Linked DNA regions of Macaca mulatta: region 1 is linked to region 2. The links are chromatin contacts, called in public Hi-C maps. All regions are on one chromosome and are shown on one strand. Each heading gives the region's core, a stretch centred on a gene start, on an enhancer-like site or on the middle of the called end of the contact. The rest is flanking DNA. Distances are from core to core; before and after follow the strand shown.

What was found. Hi-C and Micro-C count contacts between places; a contact is called where the count stands out from the background.
Region 1: a contact with region 2 is called in a Hi-C map of fetal cortical plate, with 1.6 times the contacts expected there. The contact joins two enhancer-like sites. A contact is called at or near these places in 2 of 14 Hi-C or Micro-C datasets (cortical neurons and fetal cortical plate).

What each region holds. Positions count from the first base shown.
Region 1 is chr15:18,293,855-18,300,946 of T2T-MMU8v2.0, reverse strand. No RefSeq gene overlaps it. Among named protein-coding and RNA genes, the nearest start is that of IER5L, 170 kb to the left of the region's middle. Within about 2 kb of position 1,721, at least 15 of the 40 cell types and tissues checked have an H3K27ac peak or open chromatin away from gene starts, as enhancers often do. A contact at or near this core is called in fetal cortical plate, where this site is marked.
Region 2 is chr15:18,126,987-18,133,526 of T2T-MMU8v2.0, reverse strand. The region is part of intron 1 of LOC106993593; the gene reads left to right. The region is part of intron 6 of LOC114672715 (a long non-coding RNA gene); the gene reads right to left. Among named protein-coding and RNA genes, the nearest start is that of NTMT1, 130 kb to the right of the region's middle. Within about 2 kb of position 3,631, at least 31 of the 40 cell types and tissues checked have an H3K27ac peak or open chromatin away from gene starts, as enhancers often do. A contact at or near this core is called in fetal cortical plate, where this site is marked.

The sequences.
Region 1 (7,092 bases), core at 472-2,971, 170 kb before region 2:
CTTCTGGGAGTATGAAGGAAATGAATAAAGGCCAAACTTGAGCTGGTTCCCGAAAACTCTCTGTCCCCTCTTCCTCCGGGTCTTTTCAAGGAAGGACCGAACCGGGCACGGTGGCTCATGCCTGTAATCCCAGCACTTTGGGAAGCTGAGGTAGGTGGATCACCTGAGATCAGGAGTTTGAGATCAGCCTGGCCAACATAGTGAAACCCCGTTTCTACTAAAAATACAAAAAATTAGCTGGGCATGGTGGCGGGTGCCTGTAATCCCAGCTATTCTGGAGGCTGAGGCAGGAGAATCGCTTGAACCCAGGAGTTGGAGGTTGCAGTGACCTGAGATCGCGCCCTTGCACTCCAGCATGGGTAACAAGAGCAAAACACCATCTCAAAAAAAAAAAAAAAAAGAAGGACCTTCGTGAGTACCACATATTCACGTGGGCTCAGACACAAAACTCAACTCTTTCTCCACAAGTACCCCCCTCCTTTGGGGGGAAACTGTGTCCCTTGACACTATGGGATGAGCTCCTCCCTCTGCCGACAGTATTTCCTTCCCGGGGGACCTCTGGGGAGGTGGCCTTGCAGTCAGGCACACCTGGCTTGAATCCCAGCAGCACCACCTTCAAGCTTCCTGGCTTTGCCACACCTCTCTGAGCCTCGGTTTCCTTATTTGTGCCTTGGAATTCAGAGAAGCCCCAGTCTCACTCGGCTAAGGCTCAGGGCCAGTTGCCTTTTCCTGGCCCCACAGATGAATGGTCAGTTTGGGGGTATGCACCCATCCCTGCCCTGGGCTTTGCCCAAGACAGGCTGTGGGCAGCCCTCAGAGGCGCCAGCGTGGCCACACCTGGCTGAAATCAGCGGGTGGTGGGAGCACACAGCAGGGACCCGGTGCCCTCTAGAACACAGCAGTTCCCGTGAAAATCAAAACACCCCATTTTACAGGTAAGGAGGCTCAGGGAGGAATGGCTTGCCACACCATGCAGATATAAAGAGGGATATTCACCCAGAAAAACATACCAATAACACCAAGGGCCCTCCTACACACTGTTCTGCCACTATTTATTGAGCACTTACTACATGCCCGGCAATGAGCCAAGTGCTTTACGAGGCTGACCTATTTCAATCCAACCACATACCTAAGAGGGAGGCATGTGGATCCCCCTTTTTCGGAAAACAGTGAGGTTGATGCATTTGCCCAAGATCACACAGCTCATGGGGAGTGCAGCCTGACTTTTAACTCGGGTCGCCTGCCTCCAGAGCCTGTGTTCTTGGCCATCCTTCTCTGCACCTGGCTTAGAGACCCAGGCTCTGCGTAGAGGGGCCCAGTGTTCTTGGGTTAGTCCCTTAAGTCCCAGAGTAGCAAAAGGGAAAGGAATTATCTTCAGTGATGGGGTGGGGGTGGGCACTCAGAGAGGGGACCCCTCTTACAGCAGGGCACACAGCCGGCTGAGCCAGGACCCACCACACTCACTCCCGGGCCCCTGGCTCCCAGTGGGTGGCTCCTCCATGGCCGGGAAGGAGCCCCACGGCTGCTCCTGCAGGCAGATGGACAGACCATGGCCCCCTCCCACGGCCTGCGGGCTGTGTGGCATCGCCACCTCCTCCCGAGCAGGCTGCCTTTAAGAAACCAGAAGATTGATTTCCTGGCAGGCTCTACGCCGAGGAGCCCGTCCAAATGGTTTGCATGTCTGCATTTTTTACTGCTCCGTTTAATATGTATGCAAATGCCGGCCGGCTGCGCCCGCCGCGCGGCTGCACAGTCACACGCGGCGCCCCATTAAAGCGGCCGTCCCGGGCGCGCGCCTCATTCGAGGCGACGGGCTCCTGGCCCTGATAGATGGGGTGCGGGGACGGAGACAAATGACGGCCTTTGTAATTTCTTTCTGTCTTTTTCCGGGGGAGGGGGAACTCGCAGAGGAGATTTAAATATATGCAAAATTGTTTGTGGGCTGGGGGTGGGGCGGAAACCTGAAAGGGGCGGGGGGAGAGGAGCCGGTGTATTCCTGGTGGGAGTCGGGCTGCAGGCTGGAGGGGAGCGGGGCCCCCACAGTCACCTTCTGGCGGAGACAGCCGAGCGAGCCGCTCTGCTCCTGATAAGCAGGCCCAGTCCTCTGGGAAGCGTGGGCTTCAGCCGCAGAGAAAAGGAAAATGCTGGTTATTTTCGGCCCCGTTACACGCGGGAAGCCGGGGATGGTGGTTTTTCCCCCATCGCACCACCACTTTCTTTTCTTGGGCTTCCAGGGCTTATAACTTAATCGGTGCGGTGTCATTTAAGTTTCACATTACCCCATGAGGTGGGTCTCGGGATCACACCCATTGTGCAGATGGGGAAACTGAGGTTTGAGGGCGTGAAGTCCCTTGGGGAGGGTTGCAGAGAGAGTGGGTGGGGCTTGGGTACCTCCAGAGCGCTGTCTTTGACCCCCACGGCCCTCTGCTGTCTCTCTGGCTCTCGGCGGTGGGGTGTCCGCGTGCCTGCGTGTGCCCCAAATCTGTCCGGACTCGCCCCATACCATGAGCCAGTCCCCTCCTCCTGCCTGCCCCCCACGCGCGCTAGGTGACACAGGCCCACAGCCCAGCGAGCTGGGGGACTGAGCCTCACATTTTCCAAATATTGCTTAAGCCTAAAATCCGAGATGCTGGTTTTAAAGGAATCTTTCCTAATTTCTCAGGATTTTAGGCCACGTGGCAGCTGGGGGCAGAAACGTTTCTGAGAGGAGGCTCCAACCTCAAGAGAGACCCACTGTGGAACAGACCACTCAGACCCACTGGAGACCCAGAGTTACACACTGCTGTGTCCGTGTGTGCGCGCCTGTGTCCGTGTGTGTGCGCCTGTGTCCGCGTGTGTGCGCCTGTGTCCGTGAGTGCTTGGGTGTGTCATGTCATTGTGAGTGTGCTGGTGTGTGTGCACCAGTGGGAGTAGGGGAGTGTGTATTAGTGCGTGTGTGAGTTTCAGTGTGTATGTGTTAGTGTGTTACAGGAAAGAAGAGAGGGTTCTTGGACTTCGCGCAAGAAGGAATTCAGGATGAGTCCACAGTGCAAAGCAAAAGCAAGTTTATAAAGAAAGTACAAGGGATTGGGCGCGGTGGCTCACGCCTGTAATCCCAGCACTCTGGGTGGCCGAGGCGGACAGATCATCTGAGGTAAGGAGTTTGAGACCATCCTGGCCAACATATAGTGAAACCCTGTCTCTACTAAAAATACAAAAAAAAAAAAAAAATTAGCTGAGTGTAGTGGCACACGCTTGTAGTCTCAGCTACTTGGGAAGCTGAGGTAGGATAATCGCTTGAATCAGGGAGGCGGAGGTTGCAGTGAGCCGAGATCATGCCACTGCACTCCAGCCTGGGCAGAGCAAGAATCCGTCTCACACACACACAAAAAAATAAAAAAGAAAAATAAATAATAAAAAAGAAAAAGAAATAAAGGATAGTGGTAAAAAGACAGCTACCTCCACAGACAGAGTAGGACGTTCCCGAACGTTCCCGAACTTTCCCGAAAGTAAGAGGAGGACCGCATCCACCCTAACTACATGCTTGTATGTAGGGGGAGATTTGCTCTGCTACAAGTGTTTGTGTAAAGGATTAATTTTCTTAATTACTATATTTTGCAAGAATCGATATTATTATCTTTAAAGCAAAATTAGGAATGCCTTTGTTCTCCAGATATGGGGATATCTGGACACTCCTAAGTCTGGGTCTGTTTTAGTAAACTTTATTAGTTTGTTCCCTAACATCTACAGGCTCGGAATACCTACCTTTCTGGTAATGTGGCCCAGCGGGTCCCAGTCTCGTTTTCCAGCCCTCACTCAAATGGAGTCGCTCTGGTTCGAACACCTCTGACAAGGGTGTGTCTGCGTGTCAGGGTGACTATGGGGCTGTATGTACAGACGTGTCGGTGTGTACACGTGTGTGTCAGTGCGCATGTATGAATGTGTGCTGTCCTTGGCTGGCAGGCGGCTGGAGTGCGAATTTCCCTGAGGGCTTTCACTTCCCTGTGGTTCAGGCTGGGGCCTTCCCCACTCTCCCCCAGCCCCAGAGCTGCCCCACTAGGCAGGGAAAGCCTCTGGAATGAGGGAACAGGATATGGCTTCAGGAGGCTCCCACAAGCCGGAGGCAACCCTGAGCTTTGCATAGATGGGAAGGACTTGGATTGCTGGGGCTGGGCTGGAGCCTGGGAATCCTGGGCCGGAAGTGAAGGGCACAGACAGCTCTCTAGAGAAGCCCTCTGCGTGTGCGTGTGTCCCTCCAGATCTGTGCATGTTGAGTCACTCGGGGAAGTGGCTCTCCTCATGTAAATGTCTTCAGGATGAAGGGAGGTCCTTCTGGTGTCTGGACTTGAGCTCCTCTGGGGGCAGAACCTGGGCTCTGGGGGCTGCTATTTGGGAAATCACCTTCCCTGCCACCCCCTGGGCCAATGGAGGACACTGGTGGGGTCCTTGAGCCCTGGTGGGGGTAGGGTGTGTGTGTAGGTGTGAGAGAGAGCGAGCCAGAGAGAGTGTGTGTCTGTGAGCAGGGGTGTATGTAAATGTGTGTGAGTGAGGATGTGTATATGTGCATTGGTGTGTGTGAGTTGTGTATGTGTGAGGTTGTGTCGGGGTGAGGGTGTGTGAGTTGGTGTGTGTGAGTGTGTGAGGTTGTGTTGGGGGTGAGGGTGTGTGCGTGTGAATTGGTGTGTGTGAGGGTGTGTGCATGTGAATTGGTGTATGTGAGTTGTGTGTGTGTGAGATTGTGTTGGGTGGGGGCAAGGGTGTGTGCGTGGGTCTGTGTGTGAGTTGTGTATGAGGGAGGATGTGTGCATGGGAGTTGTGAGTGAGGGTGTGTGAGGGTGTGTGTGTGAAAATGTGGGTGTGAGTTGGTGTGTGTGAGTTGTATATGTGTGAGGTGTTGGGGGTGAGGGTGTGTGAGTTGGTGAGTTGTGTGTGTGTGAGGGTGTGTGAGTTGGTGTGTGTGAGTTGATGTGTATTTGAGTTAGTGTGTGTTGGGGTGCATGTGAGTTGGTGTGTGTGAGTTGGTGTGTATTAGTGTGAGTTGTGTATGAGTTGGTGTGTGTTGGTGTGAGTTACTTGTGCATGTGAGTTGGTGTGTGTTAGTGTGAGCTGTGTATGTGTGTGTGTTGGTGTGACTTGTGTATGTGTGAGTTGGTATGCGTGTGAGTTGGTGTGTATGTTAGTTGGTGTGTGAGTTGTGTATGTGTGAGTTGGTGTGTATGTGAGTTGATGTGTGAGTTGTGTATGTGTGGGTTGGTGTGTGAGTTGTGTATGTGTGAGTTGGTATGCATGTAAGTTGGTGTGTGTGAGTTGGTGTGAGTTGTGTATGTGTAAGTTGATGTGCGTGTGAGTTGGTGTGAGTTGGTGTGTGTTAGTGTGAGCTGTGTATGCGTGAGTTGATGTGTGTTGGTGTGTGAGTGGCTTTTGTATGTGTGAGTTGATATCCATGTGAGTTGGTGTATGTGAATTGGTGGTATGTGAGTTGGTGTGTGAGTTGTGTATGTGAGTTGGTGTACATGTGAGTTGGTGTGTGAGTTGGCTTGTGAGTTGTGTATGTGTGAGTTGGTGTTCATGTGAGTTGGTGTGAGACCGTGTGTGAGTTGGCATGTGAGTTGTCATGTATATGAGTTGGTGTGAGTTGTGTATGCGTGAGTTGGTGTGCAAGTTTGTGTGCATGTAAGTTGGTATGTATGTGAGTTGTGTATGTGTGACTTGGTGTGCATGTGAGTTGGTGTGTGAGTTGATGTTAGTGTGAGTTGTGTTTGCGTGAGTTGTGTGTTGGTGTGTGAGTGGTTTGTGTATGTGTGAGTTGATATCCATGTGAGTTGGTGTATGTGAATTGGTGGTATGTGAGTTGGTGTGTGAGTTGTGTGTATGTGTGTTGGTGTACATGTGAGTTGGTGTGTGAGTTGGCGTGTGAGTTGTGTATGTGTGAGTTGGTGTTCATGTGAGTTGGTATGAGTCCGTGTGTGAGTCGGCGTGTGAGTTGGCGTGTATATGAGTTGGTGTGAGTTGTGTATGCGTGAGTTGGTGTGCAAGTTGGTGTGCATGTAAGTTGGTATGTGTGTGAGTTGTGTATGTGTGAGTTGGTGTGTATGTGAGTTGATGTGTGAGTTGTGTATGTGTGAGTTGTGTATGTGTGGGTTGGTGTGTGAGTTGTGTATGTGTGAGTTGGTATGCATGTAAGTTGGTGTGTGTGAGTTGGTGTGAGTTGTGTATGTGTAAGTTGATGTGCGTGTGAGTTGGTGTGAGTTGGTGTGTGTTAGCGTGAGCTGTGTATGCGTGAGTTGATGTGTGTTGGTGTGTGAGTGGCTTTTGTATGTGTGAGTTGATATCCATGTGAGTTGGTGTATGTGAATTGGTGGTATGTGAGTTGGTGTGTGAGTTGTGTATGTGAGTTGGTGTACATGTGAGTTGGTGTGTGAGTTGGCTTGTGAGTTGTGTATGTGTGAGTTGGTGTTCATGTGAGTTGGTGTGAGTCCGTGTGTGAGTTGGCATGTGAGTTGTCATGTATATGAGTTGGTGTGAGTTGTGTATGCTTGAGTTGGTGTGCAAGTTTGTGTGCATGTAAGTTGGTATGTGTGTGAGTTGTGTATGTGTGACTTGGTGTGCATGTGAGTTGGTGTGTGAGTTGGTGTTAGTGTGAGTTGTGTTTGCGTGAGTTGTGTGTTGGTGTGTGAGTGGTTTGTGTATGTGTGAGTTGATATCCATGTGAGTTGGTGTATGTGAATTGGTGGTATGTGAGTTGGTGTGTGAGTTGTGTGTATGTGTGTTGGTGTACATGTGAGTTGGTGTGTGAGTTGGCATGTGAGTTGTGTATGTGTGAGTTGGTGTTCATGTGAGTTGGTATGAGTCCGTGTGTGAGTCGGCGTGTGAGTTGGCGTGTATATGAGTTGGTGTGAGTTGTGTATGCGTGAGTTGGTGTGCAAGTTGGTGTGCATGTAAGTTGGTGTGCATGTATGTGTGAGTTGGTGTGCGTGTGAGTTGGCGTGTGAGTTGGTGTGTGTTAGTGTGAGTTGTGTATGCATGAGTTGATGTGTGTTGGTGTGTGAGTGAGTGGCTTGTGTATGTGTGAGTTGATATGCATGTGAATTGGTGTATGTGAATTGATGTGTG
Region 2 (6,540 bases), core at 2,382-4,881:
TTCTAGCTTCCAGTCTCTGCCTGAACCCCAGCACCTGGCAGTTTAGCTCAGTTCATTTACCTAGCCCGGCCTGGGTTCCTACGAGAAGAAGGCGGGTCACGATGACAAGACTGCTGGGGACAACTGGGTCCCTGGCCAGGTACTCAGGTCTGCAGCCTAAATCATGGCAAGCTATTTCCCAGCCACCCAACTCTTGGGCATCCCTGCAGGACCTCTACAGGGAGTCCTTGGCTCCCTGAAGGATGGATCATCAGAGGAGCTGCCAGGCTGTCAGAGCTGGAAGGGACCTCAGGGATCACCACTGTGGCCAACCCCCCACTGCACACACAGAAAAGCTGCAGCTCAGAGCCAGACACAGTGGCTCACGCCTGTAATCCCAGCACTTTGGGAGGCCAAGGCAGGCGGATCACCTGAGGTCGGGAGTTCGAGACCAGCCTGGCCAACATGGAGAAACCCCGTCTCTACTAAAAAATACAAAATTAGCCAGGTGTGGTGGCACATGCCTGTAATCCCAGCTACTCAGGAGGCTGAGGCAGGAGAATTACTTGAACCCAGGAGGCAAAGGTTGCAGTGAGCCAAGATCACGCCATTGCACTCCAGCCTGGACAAAAAGAGTGAAACTCTGTCTAAAAAAAAAAAGAAAAAAGAAAAGAAAAGCTGCAGCTCAGAGAAGTGGAGACACTGGTGTCCAGGGACCCACAGCAAGGCCTTGGCCCAGCTGGGGCTAGACGGGAAGACGTGGTTCAGCATTGGAACTCCATGGCCTGGGTTCAAATCGGGGTCTGTCACTGGGCAGCTGTGAGTCTAAGTCTCTGAACTTCTCTGTGCCTTAGTGTCCTCATTCTGTAGAGTGGAGATAGTAATCATTCCTATTTCTAAGTCTGTTGTGAGAAATAAGTGAACTAATACATATGATATGCTTAAAAGCAGAGCCCGGGACACAGTGAGCATACAATAGACATTAGCTGCCATGGTCTCTTGATTTCAAGCCCAGTGCAGGTGCATGTGACTCATGAAACTTCAGTGACATCTGTTCTGTGCCAGGCACTGAAGATGGAGCAGCGAACAGCACTGACCCAACCTGCCCTCCTGTTGCCTACAGGCCAGGTAGGAAACACACTGGAAACTGACAACTCCATGTGCTCATCACCATGTGGTTTCTGCTGGTCTGGGGAGCCAGGGACAAGAGCAGAAAACATGGTTCCAGGTAGAGGGGGTAGTACGCATGAAGACCATGAGGCAGAAATGACACAAAACTGAATTGGAGAGAAGGCCCAAATGGCTAGAGCTCAGAACCCAAGGAGAGAAGGGAAGAGAGGAGGGACATCCAGAGCCTGGAGAATGATATGTAGACAGCCCGGGAACCAGCGCTGGTTAGACAGGGAAGGAAACTCAAAGCCTGCATTTTTGCATTTTAGAAAGATCTGACTGGCTGACCTGAGGAGGGCAGATAGGAGGTTAGGGTGGCAGAGCGGGGTGGGGGGGTAGGCAGATAGTTGGGGCTAGGAGCCCAGGGAGCAGGCAGGGCGTGGAGCAGCCGGATAAGGGGGATAAGGGTGGGGGGCAGTGGGGACAGGGTAAAGGGAGCTGACTCATTGAAGTGGGAAGCTCCCCAGGGTTGGCATTTGACTGGGGCGTGGGGGATCTGACTGGGGCGGGGGTACGTGGCTGCAGGTGACGGTCAAGAGCAAGCTCAAGGAGGGAGGGAGACCCCATGTCCAGCTCTGACCACCCCAGCTGCTGCAGCACCCGGGGGCCCTCGGCCCACAGACTTGAGCCCTGTGCTTTCGAGAGCAGCACTCCTGGACCAGGGAGACATTTCCAGCTGGAGCCATGGGCCCCTTGACCATGATCTGGCATCTGGGGCCCTGGAGTTCCCTGTTCAATGACCTCAGCCTGCGTCCTGGGTGCATTCTCCTGAGGGTTGTCTGAGCCACCCGTTTGGGCACCCTTAAGCCCCAGGAGTGACCAGGAGGTGGCTGTTGGCAGGGGGTGTGGACAGAACATGTGCTTACAGCCTGGAGTGCCTACACCTGAGCATGCACAGCCCCTCAGGGAAAAGAAAAGAACCTGGGGCAAAAAGGAAAGAAGAGTGTGAAGCTGGAGAGGCCAGAGACTGAGGCTGGCTCCCCACCCCCACCCTCCCACCTGCTACAGCTCCTCCTGCAGTCTCCGGTCTCCGAGGAGCCTGATAATTCTAAACACAAACCCAGCCTTCCAGGTGTGTTTGTCCTTATGAAGGTGTATTTGTCAAGGAAGGAGGACAGAACATTTTTTTTTCGAGACGGAGTTTCGCTTTTGTTGCCCAGGCCGGAGTGAAGTGGTGCGATCTTGGCTCACTGCAACCTCCACCTCCCTGGTTCAAGCGATTCTCCTGCCTCAGCCTCCCGAGTAGCTGGGATTACAGGCATGCACCACCACACTCGGCTAATTTTGTATTTTTAGTAGAGACGGGGTTTCTCCATTTTGGTCAGGCTGGTCTCGAACTCCCGACCTCAGGTGATTTGCCCACCTCGGCCTCCCAAAGTGATGGGATTACAGGCATGAGCCGCCGTACCAGGCAACAGAACATATTTTATTTAGCAGTTTGTTAGCTTGATTTATAACTTGTAAATACCTAGACATGAGGTATGTGGGCCTCAGCTTGCACTCCTGCCCCAGGCTGACCCCTGGTGCGGCCCAGAGAGAAGCCGCCTCCCTGGGCTGACCCCTAACCAGCAGGCTGACTCTCAGGGGATCCTGCAGGCTTCTTCAGAGCTTCCTACCCCGTGCACCCTCACAGGACTCAGTCCAGCCCCCTGCCTTTGTCTGAGGGTCCTCCTGCCTCCCCGTTAGAGGGTTCAACTCCAGCCCTCCCTGCCCTCACCCTTCTTCCTGTCCCTTGTCCCTGGAGGTCCTGGGCTTTCCAGCTTGTCACTGGTTTTATTTGGCCACAGTGGCATGTGTCACCAGCTGACCAGCTGGGTATGAGTCCTGTCCCTCCTTCGAGAGATGGAGAGCTCCTAGAAGCAGTGCCTCCCAGCAGAAGCAGAATCTTGCCCTGGGGAGGAGTACAGCTCAGAACTTGAAACTCGGGATCAAATCTCAGCTCTGTGACTTTCTTGATGGGTGACCTTGGGAGGCAGCTTTGCTGCTTTGAGCCCTGTTTCCTCCTCGGAAAACCCATAACAACAACTGTACCTCTTGCAGTGAGGAGACAAGGTGGAATGGAACGCAGAGGCCACGTGTGCCTGGCACTTGGCAAGTACACCGGGAAGGATTGGGAAGGGCAGGAGTTACATCATTCACCTCTGTTTACAGCTAAGCAAACTAGCGGAGGCTCAGCGAGGTGAAGCCAGTCCCCAAGGTCACACAGCCGGCCGCAGGCCAGGGGCCCAAGACGTAGTTGTCTGACCTGTGCTCTAACCACTGTACTCTCTGGCCTCGAGACGGCTCCCACATTACCTTTCCCTGTTCTCCGTGGCCCTCCAGCGCCTGAAAGCCGCTTGGGGGCCGCGGAGGCAGGTGGCATGGCCAGGGCAGAGTCCGCAGGGCGGAAAGGGTTAAGGGGCTCCGCCGCATTGGGCCGTCCTTCAAGGGGGGAACTAGCCAATGAGAGCTCGCCGCGATGAGGTAATGCCGAGACCACGCGGAGTGGGCGGGACTGGCGGGGACCCCGCAGAGCTCCGCGCTTCTTCTCTCCCCACCTACTTCTCACCTTTGACCTTGATGTACCCCGCCCCTCCCCCAACCTTACCCCTGCAGAAACGCCCGAACTGAAAGTCTCGGCTCCAGGGCCGCGGGCATCCCTTAGTCTGGGACAGGAACCGAGAGACGTCCCGGCCTCAGTCACACCTTCTGGGCCTCAGTTTCCCTTTCTGCAAGGAGAGTGGGTGATCGCTAAAGACCCTACCAGCTGTGGACGTCCTTGGATCCCAGGACAGTTTTCAGCCCTTCCTTGCCCTTGGCCCGAACTTGAACGGTCCCAGCCCCGGCTCCCCTCAGGCAGTGCCCAGTGCCAGGGACCTAGAAGTCCCCCGGGCCACAGGGAAGGAGCCTCACCGGCCCAGCCACGCCCTCCATGTGGCCCGGACCCATCCCCTGGGTATCGCACCTGGCGCGCCCACCGATGCCACCAAGCTCTGCTAGCTGCACCAGCAGCAGGACCTGCCGGCGCGGCGGTCAGAGGTCAACATTCATCCCACCGCCAGTAAGAATCGAGGGCCTGCCGCGTGCGGCTCAGGGCTTCGTCCTGAGCCGTGTCCCGGGGCCGCCTGCTCCCGCCACCCCTCCCCGCGGGCCTGCAGAGAGCCCGTCCGCCCCGTTCGCGCGGTCCGGGCACGAAGCGGTTAACGCCTTTCCAGCCGAGCTGGCACCGCGCGGCCGGGCTTATTAGTCAGCTCGCGGGGAGGCGGCGAGGGGAGGGGAGGGGCTCGAGTGGAGAACCGCAGAAAGCTATTCTCAGGGGCTCCCGAGTGTGGGGAGGGCGGCTCAGCAGGAGCTGCTGCTTCCCAGAAAGTTGATTATTTTTAACCCAGGAAGAAGAAAGGAAGGAGGCGAGGGAGAAGGACTCAGAGAAAAGAGGAGAGGAAAAGAGAGGAGAGGAGAGGAGAGAAGTGGGGGCGGGGGAGGTCCGGGAAGGGGAATGGGGAGAGGGGAGGGAACGGGAAAGAGAGCAGGAGAGGAGGGGAGAAGGAGGGGAGCCAGCGGGGTGATGGAGGGAGAGAGAAAGGCAGAGCCCAGTTGGAGCTGGAGAAGCCAGCTGGCAGGGCTTGGGGAGGAGGAATGGATGCCGAGCGGGCACTGCCACCTTTCCCGTACCCCTGGGGCTCTGTGGGGCTCCATCCTGGCCTCCTGGTGCCCCAGCTGAGAGCAGCCCTCCAGCCTCATCAACCAGGCCCCAGGGGCACTGGGCTTGGGGGAGTGGAAGGCACAAGGCAGCTGCAGCCCTGTCCTGGGGGCTCTCCAGCCAATATGTCCTTGCCCTTGGGGTGACCACTGGGACACAGGGCTTGGGAGCCCTAGGGGAGGGGCAAGGAGGCCTCCCCTGATACCCCAGGGTCTCTTCAGGGAGGGTTTCCTGGAGGAGAGGGTGGGAGGGACTGGGGCTCCCTTTTTCCTGCCTCTGGGTGGAGCCAGGCTGAAAACCAAACCCACAGAGGGCCCCACAAGGGTGCTGGGGGCACAGTCACAAACAAGACAGCCACAGTCAGGCCCCCACAGAGCAGTCCTGCAGGAGAGATGGTAGCTGCACAAATCGTGATGAATAAGGCATTAAAGAATGACAAGGGGGTAGCGGGCAGGGAGCGCCGGTCCCCTGGGCCTGGCCTCCGCAGAGGTCGCGGAAGACCTCCTCGAAGAGGGTGCCTGAGGACCAGGGTGGCTGATGAGGGGAGGAGAGACTGGTGGAGGCGAAAGGGACAGGGGTGGTCTGGATGGGGACCCCCAGGCCACAGACCTAAGAGCTTGAGAGGGGATCAGTATGACCAGAGGCAGGGAGGGGGACATTTGGCCTGAGACCAGCCCTTGTCTTATGGTGGCCGGAAGCTTGGGAAGGGTTTTATAGAGAAAAGAGACTAGATCGCCAAAGCTTACTCAGAATAGTAGAGACAAGAGTGGACACAGAAGCCAGTTGGGAGTGTCGCACTGAGATCCAGGGGAGATGGTGGCAGCCGGCTGAGACAGTGTGGGAGGTACAGGGGACAGGGCATGGTGTGGCATGGCTAGAGGGTAAAGGAGGCCAAGGAGGGGTTGGGGAGGCTCCTTGTGCCCTGGCATGTGCAGTGGGTGGATGCTGGTGCTGTCCCCGAGGCAGAGGACAGCATGGGGGAGCAGGTTCATGGGAGACCAGGCATTTGTTTTGGGACATGGTGGGGGCAGCCAGGAACAGTGTGCCAGAGGGAGGAACAGCTTGAGCAAAGGCACAGAGAGGAGACAGGCAAAGAGAACCACATGTAGCATGGTGGGACATGCCAGAATCTTCCAGAGAGGTGGGCCTCTGATGCAAACAGATGAGTCTGCCCTGGATCTGCAGGCAGTGGTCAGCTGCGGGCGTGTGGGAGCGGGGGAGGGGAAGGGAGCTTTCAGCTCTAGACACAGTCATGGTGCCCAGCAGCCGGGGACCCAGGCTGGTGGGGGGGAGTGTCACTGGGACAGGTGGCAGGGCCCTAGCTCTGGGACAGCATGTGTGTGTGAGAGTGAGTGTAAGAGTATGAGAGTGAGTATGAGAGTGTGTGTGTATGAGTGTGTATATGAATGTGTGTGTGAGTGTATGTGTGTGAGAGTGTGTATGTGTGTGAGTGTGAATGTGTGAGTGTATATGTGAGTGTGCATGAGTGTATAAGTGACTGTGAGTGAGTGTGTGTGAGACTAAGTGTCCTTTGCACTAAGTGCCCTGCCCTCCACTTGAGGCACAACCCTAGGACACCTCCAACCTCTCCAGGATCAGGGAATGGCCCAGCCAGGCCAGACCAGGAAATGATGGATGGAGGAGGGCCTAGGCTGCTGCTCTGAAAATCCACCCTCAACCCTGGTCACTCTGGAACCCTGGAGCAGCATCTG